Regions from separate parts of the Gossypium hirsutum genome. Here region 1 is linked to region 2. Evidence: chromatin contacts called from public Hi-C data. All regions are on one chromosome and are shown on one strand. The core of a region is the stretch at or near the end of the contact, and the rest is flanking DNA. Distances in the headings are between cores, read along the strand shown.

Region 1 (3,959 bases), core at 525-3,024, 190 kb before region 2:
ATTCTTCACTCCATTCAATCAAATGCAAAACAATGTTGTCAAATTGAATCCACAAGTCCAAACCAAAGTGAATTATCACGATTGTGATCTTCCATACTCAAGTACAAATACTATACTCATATACATCATGCAGCTATCAACCATACTAAAATCGATGTTATCAACTATGTGCCATTACAATTATCCTAAGCTTTATCACCAAGATCATAATCTTTGATAATTAATCTATTTAAACAGTCAGGTATTCATAATGTAAGCATGCATCCAAAGTTCAAAGCAGCCACTCAGAAACACAAAAATATAAGTTCCAATTCAAGCTTAGTTTGAACTACCCTCACAAAGAAGCACAAATCATCTATAATAATATATTGAAATGCAAAGATCTTTATTCAGAAAAGCTAAAAACAGTAGCAAGTTACCTCAAAGATCTCCTTATGCTCCGGTGAGGTTTCGTATCATCTTTGGAGAAGTACCACTGAGCAATGGTGCCACTGGTAACATAAACCTGAGCTTCCACCATACTGGTCAAGGACCACAACATTGTCAAAATAGCCAATGTAAAATAAGCAGGCACCCAGCTATCTTGTTTCCAAACACAAGTATACTCCCCATTCGATTCTTTAGCCACAATTTTCCCATTAAACCTAGAAAACACCAAGAACACAACAATTGACGCATAATAAGCCAACAATCCAACGGTCAACAACGGTATCACCAAAAACAACCCTAAATTCCTCGAAAGCGCATCGGAAGCAACCCCGATAATCCTCACAGTCAACTCGATCCGATGCCAATTAGCCACAATGATCCAAACAATAACCCCAACTATTAACAAAATGAAAATAAGCACCAGAATTCTATAGACCAAAGGGAAAGCATCACTACAAGAAGAGCTCAAGGTACAAGCAACGAACCAATAAACATCAAAGAAAACCGGCATGATTATAAAGAAAGGAAGCAAGACATAAACGATCTGCTTGGTGTAGTGTTTGAGTAATAAAAGCAAAAGCAAACATATGGGTACACTTAAAACTGAAGTTATCACAAGGGTCCATACTAAATACGTCCAAAGACTGGAACTTGACAACGCAAAAAATGAAGTTTCAGAGACCCATAATTGACTTGATAAAAAGGAAGTATCTTGAACGCACGAAGTGGAATTGGAATCGTAGGTGAAGGCCGAAACGTTGGAGTAGTTGCCGTTTCGATGGAAGATTGAGAAAATACCGAAAGCGAAAGTGCAGAGGACGAAGAGAAGGAAGAGGATGAGGAAAGGGAGGTCTTTGAAAGGTCTGGGCCCGTAATTGAAAGAGATCTGGAGGGACTGAGTTGGGTCGGATTCGGAGGGGCCGGATTGAGGTGGTTCTTCGATTGGAGGAGATGGGTAGGCAGAGCCGGTGGTGGGTTTGAAGAGGAGAGGTTCGGTGGAGGAAGCGGCGTCGTATAGAGATGTGGGTTTGGAAGTGGTGGTATCTTCTTCCGTGCTGCCCATCGCAGCGACGAATCAAGGGACGGAGAAAACAAAACAACCGTGGGGAGAGACGTTTTATCTGATTAGCAAGAAGAAATTTTAGGACTTTGGCTTTCAATAATTATTGTTTTGTTCGTTTTAGTACTTTTTGGGGGGATTTATTTAATTTTAAATTTATTTGGGGGTTTTTGTTTGACTGTTTGTTCATGGAATGGAAGCCGAATTACTAAACTGAGAGCTGGAGAAGAAGATGAGTGGGTTTGGACCGTTTGGTCGTGGTGGAACGGAACTGTTGAAGTGCCACGTGGAACTATTCATTACTAAAATAAATATGAGATAAGTCCATTATTTTCGGGTGAACTATTACTTAAAAATGTCAAAGAAATATAGTTTTTTTTAAATAATTATAATTAAATTTCAATAATATATTTTTAATTATTAGAAAAACACTAAGTGAATTTAACAAGTGTACATAATGAAGTAGTTGGAGTTGATGACCACGATTCATGGTATCAAAAAGCAACAACAAAGGCGTTCAATCCATTTTTGTTTTTTCATCTTGTTAATTTTAGTATTAAAGTGGTAATTTATGACAGATTTTGTCACTCTTAGATCAATCCTTTTTTTCTTGTGATCTAAGGGAAAGATTATACCTACTTGGTGATTTACCATAACATAAAATTATCTTTACTTAATACATTATCAAATATATTATATTTTTTATTTCATTTATTTAACTCAAATATAAAATCTTATTATTTAAAGTATGAAAAATATTATTACACAAAATGTTATATTTTCTCAACTAAAAGTAGTACGACAAAATGTTATAGAGTAGACATGCTAAATTTTCTCAACTAATAATAATTAAGTTATCATTATCGGTTGTAAAGAATATAGTTTTATATATATTTGATTCTCTAATTTTATAAAAAAAATTATTTTAGTATTTTATTTAATTTTGACCTAATTGCATAAAATACCCTCAACGTTTATAGATTTTTAGGTTTGGGCCCTTAATCCCTTTTTTTATTGACATCCTCAATATTACGATTTTTTAAAAATTAGTCTAATTTTAACGGTAAACGTGAGTTAACCGTCAATCAAATGACAAGTTAACGAAATAACCTATGTGTCATGTCACATTAGCACAATGTTATAGATGACATCATCAAAACAATTTTCTTTCCCATATTCTTTCTTTCTCTCTTCCCTTCTCATTGTTGCTCCAATAAAACATTTTTTTCTCAACGTTTTCCCAAATTTTCTCTCTTTCCAAACACCCAAATTCAAATTGAAAATACATATTTCAAAAAATAAAGAATAGAAATTAATAAATTACAAAAGATGATTAAACTCACACAAAATTATTTTTGAAACAAACAAAGAAATGGCAGACTCAATCTTAAAAAAATGAAAAAGGAAACATTAACGTTGAAGTAGTAGAACAAGAAAAGTTTCATTGTCTTTCTCTGTTCAGTCTCTGTGATTAACTTGTGAGCTAACTGAATTTAACTCAAGAGAGAAAAAGAATGAATCAGGAAGCGTTTATTTATAGCTTCATTGCTCGAGGAACAACGATCTTGGCTGAATACACTGAGTTCACTAGGAATTTCCCAGCAATCGCAGCTTAGTGTTTGCAGAAACTCACTTCTTCCAACAACAAGTTTACTTACAATTGTGATCACCATTCCTTTAATTTTCTTGATGAAGATGATTATGGTAATTCCCAGAACTTTGATCTTTTTCTTTCTTTCTCTGTTTTTTTTCCAGAAACAAATAGGATTGTGGAAGGTTTAAAAGCTGAATTTTGGAGGTTAAAGTTGATAGATCTAGCTCAATTAGTATAAAATGGGATGTGGAATTTGCTGAATTTTTGTTAAAACACTAGAAAGTTAGCTTCTTTTTGTTGTAGGGATTCGTTTTATTCCATTTGGCTGGTGAGAAACTGAAGAAAATGGTGGTGTGCATATAAATATAAATATATATGTATCTATATTATGTTTTAATGGATTTCATTAGTTTGCATGCTCTTTTGGATGTTTGTTATATGCCATTTTATTAATAAAGATGTGTTGATTAGAAAAAAAAACTAATAACTCATGGAGGCGTTGAGAAAATCTGGAAAGAGAGAAAAACACTAAAGATGTGTTTGGAAAGAGACAAAATCTGGGAAAGCGTTGAAAAAACATGTTTTATTGTAACAACAGTTAAAGGGGAAGAGAGAAAGAAAGAAAATGAAAAAAAATGAAAAAAAAATTGTTTTGAAGACATCATCTATGACATTGTGCTTATGTGGCATACTACATAGGCTATGTCAAAAAAAATCGTAACATTGAAGGTGCCAATTAAAAAAGGTTAAGGGCTCAAACCCAAAAACCCATAAACGTTGAGGGCATTTTATGCAATTATGCCTTTAATTTTTCACTTCTTTTAGCCCTTGAACTTGTTTTGTTTGCCAAAATCACCTCAAAATGGATGAAAAAAT
Region 2 (4,570 bases), core at 455-2,954:
ATCAATACTTGGTCTACAAAATGGCTGCCATACGACATATGAAAAAAGACAAACCATCCATGTAAGATCCAGTTATAGCACATGAACAACAACTAGAAGGCCTCCAAGATCCAGCTGTATCAAGGTTCCTTTTTCCCAAATACAAACACTATGCACTACTCTTTTATTTTTCTTTTCGTTCTGTTTTTTTCATAAATTTTAACCAGACAATCATTGAATCTCCGATGTATAATGGCATTGAATTTAATAATCTGGAAAAAGAAACAACTTTTTAAAACCCATTATGTTTAAGAAGCATCGCAAAGTCACCGCTCTGCACTTCATCCACAAAATACGCCGAATTTTCTGGAACATGACAGCGTGGCACTCATGAAGTCGACAAGTAACAATTACAAAGCAAGCAAACTTAACTAAAACATTAAAGATGGGGAATGTTGATTGGTTGGTGAAATTCACCTGGTATAAGGAGGAGGGCAGAACATGATGACGTAATCAGCGCCGGCACACGTGTACGTACTCGTGGTATCGTCGTACGCATAGCTATACGCGCGTGGGCAAGCATGCTTGAAAAACAACGAGTATCTGGATGGCCGACAAACGTTAGGCGTTCCGAACGGCCCGCTGCAACAGTATTCGGGATCTCCGAACGCTTCACACGCGCTCCTACACCCCACGCCTCCACCACCATTTTGACGCGCAACGCGTAACTCAGATGGACAAGCACCGTTGAGGTCCAATAAGCAACCTGTGGCGCTACAATTCCCGCCTTTACCTCCCTTGACCACTATCAACATCGGCAAATTGTAGCCGTCCACTAAGCTGACGTCGTAAAAGTCTAATCCTCCGGCACCATTTAACGTAAATTCCGCGAGAGTGGCTGGCGGCTTGGCGCCATTTCCGGAACATTCAATTTGGCCGGAGCCGCAATCGCCGCTTTGACAAACGAATTTACGGGAGGAATCGACGCCGCAAAGGGTTCGACCCCAGAGTCGACCGGACCAAGACTTTGGTATTGTCACTGTTCTTGATTTGCCGGGTTTTAGAACGAAGCCGGTTGTTGTAAGATGAGCAGTGTTGGCGCCAGATAAAAAACCCGGCCATATCGTGTGGCGGCACTTGTTGACGATCTTGAAAGAAGCTGGATTCACTTCTGCGATTGAAAACAAGGGTCTGTGTCAGTGATTGCAGAGCAAAGAAAAAAAAATGGAGTCTTTGAAGGTTTTATTTACCTGAGAAGAAGGAGATGAAGAGGAGCAAAACAAAGGTGGAAGAGAGATGACGACGATCCATTGTTGATGACTTAAAGATTAAAAAATGGAGTTTGAAGTTAAACAATTGCCAAAAAACACTAGAGAACTTTACTTTTTCTTGGAGGACATAGCAGGGAGAGTGGGACTTCCAGAATGTGTTTGTGGGGTTTTTGCCTTTAGGCTTTTGGTTTTGGTTTAGGGTTATTTTGTTAAATACTCAAATCTCGAAGTTTTTGTCTTTGTTGTTCCGGGCATTTTCACGTTCCTTTCTTTTCAAGCAAAGGTATATATGTACAGAAAACTGTATTTTATTGGCCTTCTTTATGCTAACTTTTTTTCGCTGAAGCATTGATATAATCTGGTTTGTGATGGTTTAACACTTGAAATGCCTGCCTTTGACCAAATAAACAAGCAAGCAAACCCTGTTCTTGTTTGGAATGTTCAATTGGCTGGTGAAGAGTTCAGTGCCCTGTTTTGGCAACGAATGCTTGATGTAAACTTATCGTAAACTCAAGCTTAAGCATACAAATATAGTGGAGATTCCTAAAGTGAAAGCTCAAAATGGAGAGTTACAAGGTAAAAATGTTTCAAAATTTCAACCGGAAATGATGATATTTATGTGTCGAAATGGACCAAATAAAGAAGGAAACGAGTTTCTTAACCCACAAGGTAACAGGTGTTGCATATGAGTATCAGTACTCACAAGCAGAAGTGGATCTGCAACAAAAGAGGTATAACACTCGCGAGTGGAAGTGAGCCAATTGTTTCTAATCTATTTCGATTCTCAGGTCACGATGCTTGCCATATAGACCTCAACCAAATCAACCGCCGAGGCCCTTTAATTGTCATGAATGCAATTGCGTTTTTATCGTCTTTGAGAACATTGACAGACTTTGTAAACTCAGCATCATCCAGTTCTTCAGCATCATCCAGTTCTTCTAAATGCTGCAACTCTTCCAGGCACTTATGATACAATGTTCTCTCGTTTGATGCATCTCTTTGTAAAGCTCTCATCTTGACAGCTGAAAACATCTCGTATATGGCGTTCTCTATCGGCTCACCAGCATCATAGCAGACCTTTTTCTTATGAGCTGAAGCTCTTGGAGCCACAGACTTTCGTTTCTTAGGTTGTTTGTCACTTATTCGAATTATCGAATCAGAATCAAGGGTACCCTCAACCACTTGTGTCGGTACATTAGTTGGCTCTGAAGATCGAACTGTCTCTGTGTTGCTATTCCCCTCTTCAGTTATAATTGGAGCCGTGTTCGGCATGGATTTGCCGGTAGTTCTTTCGCCTGCTCCGCAAGTTAAAGAAGATTGTTTTAGAAAGCAACTATGGGCAAATAGTCATAATCTAATAAAGTAATATTACCTTCAAATATGATAGACATTTGTTTATAGAGAGGAAAGCTCTTGCGTCGGAAGGGTCTTGCTTCACTTCGTACCGCGATATAGTTGTCCCAAACTTTGTCATCAGCAACCACCATTTGTCGAGTTTCATCCCAACCAAATCCATTATGTCCGAGTAGGGTTTTAACAACGCCATAATCTTTTTTCATCACATTGTAACGGTTTTTTATTTGGTTTTCTTCCAAATTCATGCCGAACTTGTTGTTAAAATCACGCGTAACAGACCGAATAACATCGTTCTTGAATTCATTATATGCAGTTCGTCCACAATTGTGCTGCTCGATGAAAAGCTCAACCAGAAATGCATCCCGAGACGGAGTCCATTCTGCTTTGGCCCTACATACAACTCCTTCCTGTGTTGCTGACATCTGTATGAAGAAATAGTAATATAAACCATTGACTCAAAGAATTGAGCTGTATACTGATTACTGAGGCATGCTTTGAATCAAGTCTGATTTGGAAATAGTTCATTAGGATTTCAAATGACCTCATCTAAAAAATTTGTGTATTTTACCAAGCACATGATTACAATATCTGTTATATGAATATTCAAGGGCTAAAATCCGTATAGACAAAGATTAGTAACAAAACTGAAAACAATGTTCCAGCATCAAGCTCATCAAAACTAAACCCTGGTTTGATACTTTGTGTGTATCAATGCAGTGAAAACCACAGATTACAACCCTTGATTAAATTTTTCATATACGACCAATAGCTTAATCACAACCACCAATTGTTCAAAAGAGTGACAACTCTTTAAAAGAAAACAAAGAACTTTGTGAGAGACTGACAGCGCTCTGTTTCCCTTCAACAAACAGCAAGCAATAGAATTGAAGTAGAAACCAAATTGCTAATGAATATACACAGAAAGCTTTCTATCAGTCAGTTGGATATCAGAAAAAGGAATTCAGAAATGTTTAAAATGCAAAAAGAAAAGAAGCATATTGGCTCTTTGGTTTTCTTGGCACATTTTCTGAGGAAACAAACAGAGAATAATGGTAGGTTTCTTTTGACAGTACCTTTGATGAAAGCAGTCAGGGACAAGAACTGGAAGTTGGCATAATAAGGAAGTTTAAGAACGACGAAAGAAGCGGTGAAATGGGAAGTGGGAAAAAGAGAAAGAAGAAGCCAAACGAGTTGTTGCACAACAAAATGTGGCGCCGGACTATGCTTATAAATGCTGAACTACCTTCCTGATTTAATCACTTGTCGCCACGTCAGACTTTGCGGTTTATTCTATCGTGTTAATCACCTGATCTTAGCCGTTTAAATGTTTGACTCATTTTGTTCCTATGATATTTTGTCTACGGTTTCAATTTATTGATATTTTTTAAAATACATTTTAAATTTGTCTAGACGAATATATCTAAATTATACCCATATAATATATTTTATTTTTAAATGTAATTATAAAAAAGTACAAATAGTTGTAAGATAAAAAAATTATTTCATTAAAAATATTTTAAAATATTAAAATTTTATACCTATAAATATTGACAGATATATATTGATACAAACCAATATTAACTGAAACAAACCAATACACATCAAAATGAGTGAAATACTACAAAATTTTAACCACAAACGAACTTAATATTAATTTAAAATCGAAATAGTATGCATTAAATAGTACAATCAGTATCAATATTATACCGATTACCATGTTATATCAACTTTAAAAAAATCAAATAGTATTTTTTACATTAAAATATATAAAAATGATTAATATATTAATTTTTATATAAAACTTTGAGAAAACTACATTATTAGTTTTTGTTTTAGTTACTTAACCAAAAAAGTTACAATTTGGTCTTGAACTATTTAAAAGTTTTTATTTAAGTCATCGGGCTATTAAAATCATGTTATATGATTTTTTTCTCTTAGCACTGCTTGCACCAATCGAAAACTGT

What was found. A called contact is a pair of places that touch in the nucleus more often than the background predicts.
Region 1: a Hi-C map of leaf shows a contact between it and region 2, with 2.1 times the contacts expected there. The contact joins the promoter of LOC107922242 here to the promoter of LOC107921221 in region 2. A contact is called at or near these places in 9 of 34 Hi-C or Micro-C datasets (callus, hypocotyl, leaf and 2 more).

What each region holds. Positions count from the first base shown.
Region 1 is chrD01:54,862,627-54,866,585 of Gossypium_hirsutum_v2.1, reverse strand. It overlaps LOC107922242 (CTL-like protein DDB_G0288717), which reads right to left and starts at 1,774. Exons shown (of 3, transcript XM_016852162.2): 1 at 420-1,774. The coding sequence starts at 1,492.
Region 2 is chrD01:54,668,207-54,672,776 of Gossypium_hirsutum_v2.1, reverse strand. LOC107921221 (thaumatin-like protein 1b) reads right to left here and starts at 1,704. Exons shown (of 4, transcript XM_041087431.1): 1 at 1,230-1,704; 2 at 457-1,150. The coding sequence starts at 1,290. It overlaps LOC107921222, which reads right to left and starts at 3,814. Exons shown (of 3, transcript XM_016851102.2): 1 at 3,680-3,814; 2 at 2,623-3,028; 3 at 1,813-2,545. The coding sequence starts at 3,028. The coding sequence ends at 2,040.